2 separate regions of the Mus musculus genome follow, and region 2 is linked to region 1. A link is a contact called in public HiChIP or PLAC-seq data. All regions are on one chromosome and are shown on one strand. The core of a region is the stretch at or near the end of the contact, and the rest is flanking DNA. Distances in the headings are between cores, read along the strand shown. Region 1 holds the start of Il1r1 (interleukin 1 receptor, type I). Region 2 overlaps Il18rap (interleukin 18 receptor accessory protein).

Region 1 (3,875 bases), core at 1,125-3,624:
ATGGGAATCTGAGAGCTCCACCTGCAAGTGGAGGCCCATGTGTCTCCAGGTCATGTAGGGTATAGGTAGGGGATGGGTTAGTATTTAAAAAGAAGAAAGCCATACGGTGTACGTCTTGTTTCTTGGAAGGCTGAATAGGTAGGTCATAAGAACCCAGGACTTGAAGGCTACCCTAGGCAACACAGTGAGACTCTGTAAATGGATCTTATTTCTACATTATTACAAAGATCAATTTTGCTACTTGTAAACTGCTTTCAAATCTTTTAGTATTTGTGTCCAGGCAAGTTTATGTTCACCAATATAAGGCCTCCAAATTGCTGCTTCATACACATGTTTATTTTGTTTGTGGCAGTCAGGATAAAACTCTTGGCCTGGTACACGCTAGGCAAGTGCTCTATCACCAAGTGACAGTGTCAAGTTAGGCTCATGTGCTTTTAGCATTCAATACACTGGAACTTCTAATAGGACTACTGCATGGTCCTTCTCCAATGCTCCTGGATCTGGTCCTTTAAAAACGTCTAAGTCAGCATGCAGCTGCTGGTGTGTCCATCGGCATGCAGACATGAGCATAGCTATCTTTGATGCTGTCCCATTCACCGTCAAATCATGAACCAGCCTGGGAGCCTTTTGATGGATAAATGGATAAAGGAAGTGTAGCATATACATTAAATAGAGTATTATTTAGTTCTAAGGAATTAAATACAGCCGATATTAAATCCCACCTTTTTAGGACAGTGCATAGACCTGCTAATAATTGTGTAAAGTAATGACCTAGAATGGAGACTGTTAGAGATGAAGAAGCAGGAGGGGGATAATAGGGGTGGATATGATCAAACTGTATGGGTGTTCGAAATGCCACTTCTAACCTGTGCATAATCACGTCTCATAATCACTGCTCATGGTTAATAGGCAGTAAGACAAGGCACGCAGATGGGGACTACCACAGTATACACCTGTCCAGACAGCCTTGAGACTTGGTCTGTCTGCATCATGATGAGAGCTGTGCAGCAGAGTCGCCTGGAAGCTTTGAAAAACCCCGACACCAGGCAGCCCTCAGTGACTATGACATGGCAATTCTGGCTTCTAAGGGGGTCAAATCTTCTGTGGATGTGAGTTAGAAGTACTCAAGGCTGTGAGAACAGCCTCTGGAATACAGACCCATGGGACAGGGCTAGGGCAGGGTTAGGGATAAGGCACCAGTTCCTTGCCAGACTTAAGCCTGCCTTTCGGAGGCAAAGGAGCAGTCCAAACCTTTGGAAATGAGTGAGGACCTTCTGCCCTGCTAGGCCACAGGTGGCATCTATGATATACCATTGATGCTGCCCCTTTAAGCTTTCTACCATCTCAGAGTTTCCCCCGGGGTTACTTCAACCTTGGGTTTCTAGGCTGCATACGCGAATAAGGCAGGAAATTCAAGGCCTGTCCACGCTGGAAGGCATGCAGGAAATGGCCATGTGCTCTATCTAGAGGTATTAAGCAATCACTGTTTCTTTGCAGTTGTATTGCAGGGTGGTGCATTATATGTGGAAGAAGCTGGGGGGTGAGGGTAGGGAGCACGGAATGGTTGGTGCTATTTCCAGGACCACAATGTCCTCCTTGCACCCTGTCCTAAAATTTGGCTATTCTTGATTTTTTTTTTCATGTGCTTTCTGAGAACTCTGGAATTCTCCTTTGCAGAGCAAATCCTACAATTAATTGGGATATGATAAGGGGACCTGTTTTTCAGCCTGGTGGACAGCAGTAAAGCAACCAAGTAAAAAGCCTATGAACTATCAACTCTTCACCAGAGCTCTTTAACTCCTCCTACCTATAAAGGCTGCGGGCCTTTATACCAAAAGAGGAAATCAAGGTATTGCAAACTTAATGACTCGGCTAAGTGCTCAAAGCCAGTTCGAGGCACACAGTACTGGGCTCCAGTTGTGCTGAGCACAGAACTGTGTTTTCCTCAGGATCTGATACCCCATGGGTCACCAGCTCGGTTCTTGTTAGGTGGCACAATCTGGTTGCGATGTAGACGTGAGTTGACCCATCTAATTTTGGTTTGGGTGGGAACACAGAGGCTGCTCAGAGGAGCCAAGCCATCTGGGAATCAGAGCCATTCTTCCTGGAATCTGGGACATCTGGCAAGGATGCAGGGATTTTGGAATGCCCCCAAGGAGATGCAGTGACCCTCCAAATGCCCCCAAGGAGATGCAGAGACCCTCCATTGCCTCCACCCCCGGAGGGATACAGAGACCCTGGAATGTTCTGCGTGGATGTAGATATTCTGGGATGTGGGGCAGAAACTCCACAACCCAACCTATCCGGCTCCCAGGGCGGGGCATTGGCACTGGGCCAGCTAGCTCCGAGCCCGAGGCTGAGGACGCTGGCCTGCAGTCTCCGCCCGCTGCACGCCCCCGCGGGCGGCTCAGAGTGGGAGCAGCGTGCTGCTCAGAAGGTCTTAGCTGGTGCGGGGTTCCAGGAGCCGCCTGGGAGCGCGGCGCCCACCTAGAAGGGCGGGAGCCCAGCTGGTGCCCGCCTGCCCCAGAGCGGAAGGAATGTGACCCCCGAGCGAGCGCGGAGCAGCCCTTGAGCGGCTCCCAGGGCTCCGGTTGCTCCCGGCCTGAACGGGTTTAGTTCGGAGCTGCTGGATTGTTGAACATCGCCACTGGGGCACCCGGGCACGCCCAGGTAGGAGAAAACTAGAGAGTTCCTGAAATAGGGTCGCAAGGCCTCAGAGCTGCCTTGACCCAGACAAATGCCTTTCTTAAGTTACTCCCAGTAGCCAGCAGGTCAGCGTTCTCTGTGGATGTAGGATAAAGGTAGTGACAGTTTAGTCCTCCCCCTTTCTGGTGTGTGTGTGTGTGTGTGTGTGTGTGTGTGTTGGGAACTTGCCCAACTCTTTAAGTTTGCTCTAGGTAGATGAGTCTCCCTTGAGTAAATTGCTCCCAGGCCTTGAAATTGGGCCAAATGCAACTAACTTGTTCAGGAGTGTCCCTCTTAGAGGTTTGGGCTCAGAAGAGAGGTCTTAATGAGGCAAGAAGTGGATTCCTTAATGCCCCTGATGAGATGTCTCCTCTCTCCAGACAGGTCGATACTGGGGAATGTAGATGCATTATTTACAAAACCACACAGCACTTGGCTGTTTATAGGGCCCCTTATTCTTACCGCCCTTTCTCCTCCCAGAAGTCCTGTAGGTGAGATGCCAAGGTCACCTTGCTTTATATCAGAAGCTTAGCGGCTATCTTTTCTGAGGATTGGCACCCTCTGAGCTTCAGATCCCCTTGGGGAGACCGGGTGAGTGAGAGCGGCTGCCAGGGAAGGCAGGTAGACTCATCTTCCCACCAGGCTAGCTCTCTGTACTGCTTCCGATGTTCACCAGCTGGGAGCATCCCATCTTTCTGACCCCAAGGAACAGCCTAGGAACTGAGACAACAGAATCTAATCAGTTGGGCTACTTGGGCCATGATAAAGAAGAGATGAAGTCTATCTGTCATTGGAATTGGTGCCCGAGTCATCCTCACTTAATAGTAGTCTTCTGGGTGGTGGATATCCCACATGGAATCCCATGGCTGTGAGCTCCAGGAGCTGGTGCTGGTGACAAGTACTACCTCTTCCCCCTCTTAACTTACCAAGCAGCTGCTGGCATCCTTTTCTATTTTGATCTCTTCTAATTTCTTAATATCCTACCCATTATCTAATTTAATTATATATACACACATCTTAAACTAGCTTCTGACCTAAGTGGAAACATCGTGGGCTGGCTCCCATTCTGGTGCATAGTATTTACTTGCCAGTAGGCTCAGTCTTGGGTGGCCATTTGTTCTAAATTCTCACACAGCCTTGGCTCTGCTGAAGCCCCATGCTGTGATGTGGCAGGAGAGTGCTCTTCCTAC
Region 2 (3,805 bases), core at 29-2,528, 280 kb after region 1:
GACATACTAAAGTCACACAGTAATGATGATGTCACTACTGTGGCCAGCACCACTCTTCCTCCACTGAACTTTGCCCCTGACACTACCAAGTCAGGATGTTCATATCCTGACTCCTTAGAGTTTGTGTTGTGAGGAAGGAAGAGATTAAAGAGTCCATAGTCAGTGCTCAGCCAAGTACCTGGTAGCAAGCCTCAAGAGGAATTAGGTGTGGTGTGGTATGATGTGTGTGTGTGTGTGTGTGTGTGTGTGTGTGTGTGTGTGTAGGTGTGTAGGTGTGTAGGTGTATGTAGACATATGTGTACTTGCATTTGGAGGCTAGGGGTAAATCTCATCTTTCATTCCTCAAAGTTCACTAATCTTGTTTGGGGTTGGGGGTGGGGGGCAGAATTTCTTCCTGACTGAACTAGGCTGTCTGGCCACTGAGCCATACGGATCCACTTCTGTCTGCTTTCCCAATGCTGGCATTACACGTACACGCTACCACACCTGGCTTTTTACATGTGCTCCGGGGATTAAATTTAGGGCTTCATGCTTGGGAAGGAAACAGTCTACAGAGGGAGACTGTTCATAAATTATCAATATTCTTCATTCCCAAAGGGGGACTCTTACAGTGAAGTCCAGAGGAGGGCCACACGTAACTTGTGCTTTAGTGCAAAGCCTTAGCAGATTCCATCCATTGATGAAGAACAAGCCTCCTCTGTCTGTCTCTGATCTTTTACAGTCTTCTTACGAGAAATTCCTACTGGCTCTTCGTCAGCTTTCTGAGCACAGCTTCACGAATGGCAGTTGATCTTCCTGAGTGGGTGTGAATTTCCCCCTCCTTTTCTAGAATTCAATCCACTTTCAAGAATGAAGTCATTGAACGTACCATCTTCTTGAGAGAAGTTACCCAGAGAGATCTCAGCAGAAAGTTTGTTTGCTTTGCCCAGAACTCCATTGGGAACACAACACGGACCATACGGCTGAGGAAGAAGGAAGAGGGTAAGCCTAGAAGTTTGTTCCCAGAGATTGACAACTGTTCTTCTTGAAAGGGGAAGGGGCATTTTCCCAAAAAGAGCATCAGTGTTAGCTGTGAAAGCTTTCCAGACACTAAAGCACTTTGCCGTGGTAGTTCCTTTAAGGCCTTGACTATGACCATACAACTGACTTTGACCTGAGCTTTGTAACAACTAATTTGTGTGCAGAAGAACCCATTACTCAACTCACCCAGACTTTCTGTTCATGCTGTTGCCCATTCATATAGCCTTCCCACTTACTCATTCCCTAAAGCACTCAATTAACCTACTTATCCCTCTTGTACCTACAAGAATCCCCAGCCCCACCTACCCCCACCCACTGGGACAGCCCAGTGTGCAGACATCACTTTCTTTGCCATTTGCCCCTGCTGGCTTCCAGAGACCATGACAAGAACTCTGAGAAATGCCCATGAGGAACAGTTCCATCCTTAGCAAGATGTCCAGGGATGAGGTTGGGCCAATCATGGACTTGCTCAGTCGATGACTGGAACACAGTCCAGCAGAGTAAATGTCCTCTGGCCATAGTGTGACACTGTAAGTGTGCCATGACGGTAGCTTTCCTATGCAGATCCCTTATTTATAAGTTGAGTCATGGAGGGTGCAAGGTGCTGATGTGACTCCTAGTCTAGGAATGTTTAGACTTCCATGGGGATGAGCACCCGCAAATGTAATTTACAACAGGCAACAGGAAAGGTACAGATGAGCTCTATAGACATTTGTAGGAACAAAAATAGGTAAAATGACTCAGCATCGTAGGTCAGCTCATCAGGAATTTCCCATCAACCTGGCTCTCTAGAGTTAATTGTGGAAAATTCCATCCAGACTTGAGATGACAGAGATAGCAGCATGGCTTTCTATTACATAATAGGCTGTGTTGGTCTAGATGTGTTTGCTCAGATCTCTGTGTTTCCCTTAGTGGTGTTTGTATACATCCTTCTCGGCACGGCCTTGATGCTGGTGGGCGTTCTGGTGGCAGCTGCTTTCCTCTACTGGTACTGGATTGAAGTTGTCCTGCTCTGTCGAACCTACAAGAACAAAGATGAGACTCTGGGGGGTAAGAACACCCAGTGTGCCACTCCCTGTCTAAATGACAAGACACTGTTACTTAGTTATTCCCTATCTATTGGCTCTCTTTTCTTAGAACTGTCTTAGTTGTGATTTCACATGCCTCCTGCCAGCCAGAGCCCATGAGAAAAGTCAGAGGTAGCTAATGCCTGATAGGTAGTGTTTTATCTCGAAGGATTAGGTCCTTCCTCTTCTTCTTTTCCTCCTCCTCCTCTTCCTCTTTTTCTTCCTCTTCTTTTCCCCCTCTTCTTTTTCTTTTAATTTTTCTTCCTCCTCTTATCCTCCTTCTTCCTCCCCCTCCTTCTCTTCACCTTTCTCTTCTTCTTTTTCTTCTTTCTATTCTTCTTCTTCCTCTTCTAATTCTTCTTCCTCCTCCTCCTAGTCTTTCCTCCCCCTTTTCTTACTCTTCTTCTTTTTTCTTCTAATTTTCCTGCTCCTCTTCTTGTTCATCTTCTCCTCCTTCCTCTTCCTCCTCCTCCTCCTCTTCTTCTTCCTCCTCCTCCTTCCTCTCCTCCTTTTGCTCTGGCTTTACACCAGGAAAGACTGAAGAAACAATTCTAGCTCATTCTAGTTACCAGGAACCTTGTAGAAGATACTTTTGTGGGATTTATGGGACTTAGAAATATTCTCTTTGCTAACCAATCTGGGGTGATTCAGCAAGTGGCAGCTTTATATACCGCTCTCCTCATTCATAAAACAGGACTGTCGCAGCAGCAGGCAGAGGACAGTATGTGAGCTCACTGAGGCTAGACCTGGTTTGCCTTTAGACTGGTACCTAAGTATATAGAAACTCAGTATGGTCTGCGATGAATGTCACTTGAGGATGGGTCATATGCCCAGTCAGAGTATTGACTATTGCCATCTTCACAGTCCCCTTAGACAGAGAAAGATGAAGCCATAATCTTCGTATGAGACCACCCAAAGAGGCTGTGTCTTAACTTTGAATCTTTAAGTCTGGTTTTAGGAAACCCATCACCTGGGTTATTACCACATGAAAACAAGGCATGCCAGGTCAGGGATTTGTCCCAAACAAGTGTAAGTTGCACAAATTACAAGTCCTATTATTACCAATGACACTTCTGTTAATTCACCCACAAGACATGGTTGCAATACCCATCATGTTGTATGGGCTAGAATGCTGCTTTAAGCTTTGCTGGCTTCAGCAAGTCTCAGGTCAGTGTATTTGCAGTGTCAGTGACTGACTTTACTGCTTGGAGCAGAAGGTCTGCCTGCCGTGTAAGCACCTTCACTGGGAGGGTCCTCTGAGGCCAGTGGCTTTTGCAGGCTGAAATTACGGCACCAAGAAAAGAAAGTAAGAAGTGTTTCAGGTCTGAGTTCAGTTCCCCGCCCCCACAAACACACACAAACACACACACACACACACACACACACACACACACACACACACACACACACACACACCTGAACCAAGCTAAGAAAACTAGAGAAATACATGCATTTCATCTTATTTTAGATCGATTATTGATAACATCCTTTGAGTTCCATATAAGCCAACAGTGTTTTCAGAATTTTTGTTTGTTTAATTAGCCTTTTATATTTGTATGGAACAAATTCACTGAACCCCCCCCCCCCTAAGATTCTAGAGTTTAACAAAGCAGAGTCAGTTGATAGGGATCATTTAATTTTGTCTCATGTGATTTCACTTCTTGGTGATTTGCTCAGAACTGGGTTCTGGAGCACAGTGATTCAGCGCCCTCTGCTGG

What was found. HiChIP or PLAC-seq counts read pairs in DNA pulled down with a chosen protein or histone mark.
Region 2: a contact with region 1 is called in a FOXA1 HiChIP or PLAC-seq map of pancreatic cancer cells. The contact joins the enhancer-like site here to the promoter of Il1r1 in region 1. A contact is called at or near these places in 9 of 484 Hi-C or Micro-C datasets (the AML12 cell line, CD4 T cells, the G1E-ER4 cell line and 3 more), 2 of 115 datasets of contacts at active chromatin or transcription factors (bone marrow-derived dendritic cells and pancreatic cancer cells) and 3 of 9 other capture datasets (adipose tissue, liver and macrophages).

The regions. Positions count from the first base shown.
Region 1 is chr1:40,264,212-40,268,086 of GRCm38.p6, forward strand. It overlaps Il1r1 (interleukin 1 receptor, type I), which reads left to right and starts at 2,375. Exons shown (of 11, transcript NM_001123382.1): 1 at 2,375-2,670.
Region 2 is chr1:40,541,058-40,544,862 of GRCm38.p6, forward strand. Il18rap (interleukin 18 receptor accessory protein) reads left to right here. Exons shown (of 13, transcript NM_010553.4): 10 at 830-981; 11 at 1,933-2,070. Among named protein-coding and RNA genes, the nearest start is that of Il18rap, 28 kb to the left of the region's middle. Within about 2 kb of position 1,279, at least 22 of the 459 cell types and tissues checked have an H3K27ac peak or open chromatin away from gene starts, as enhancers often do. A contact at or near this core is called in pancreatic cancer cells, where this site is marked.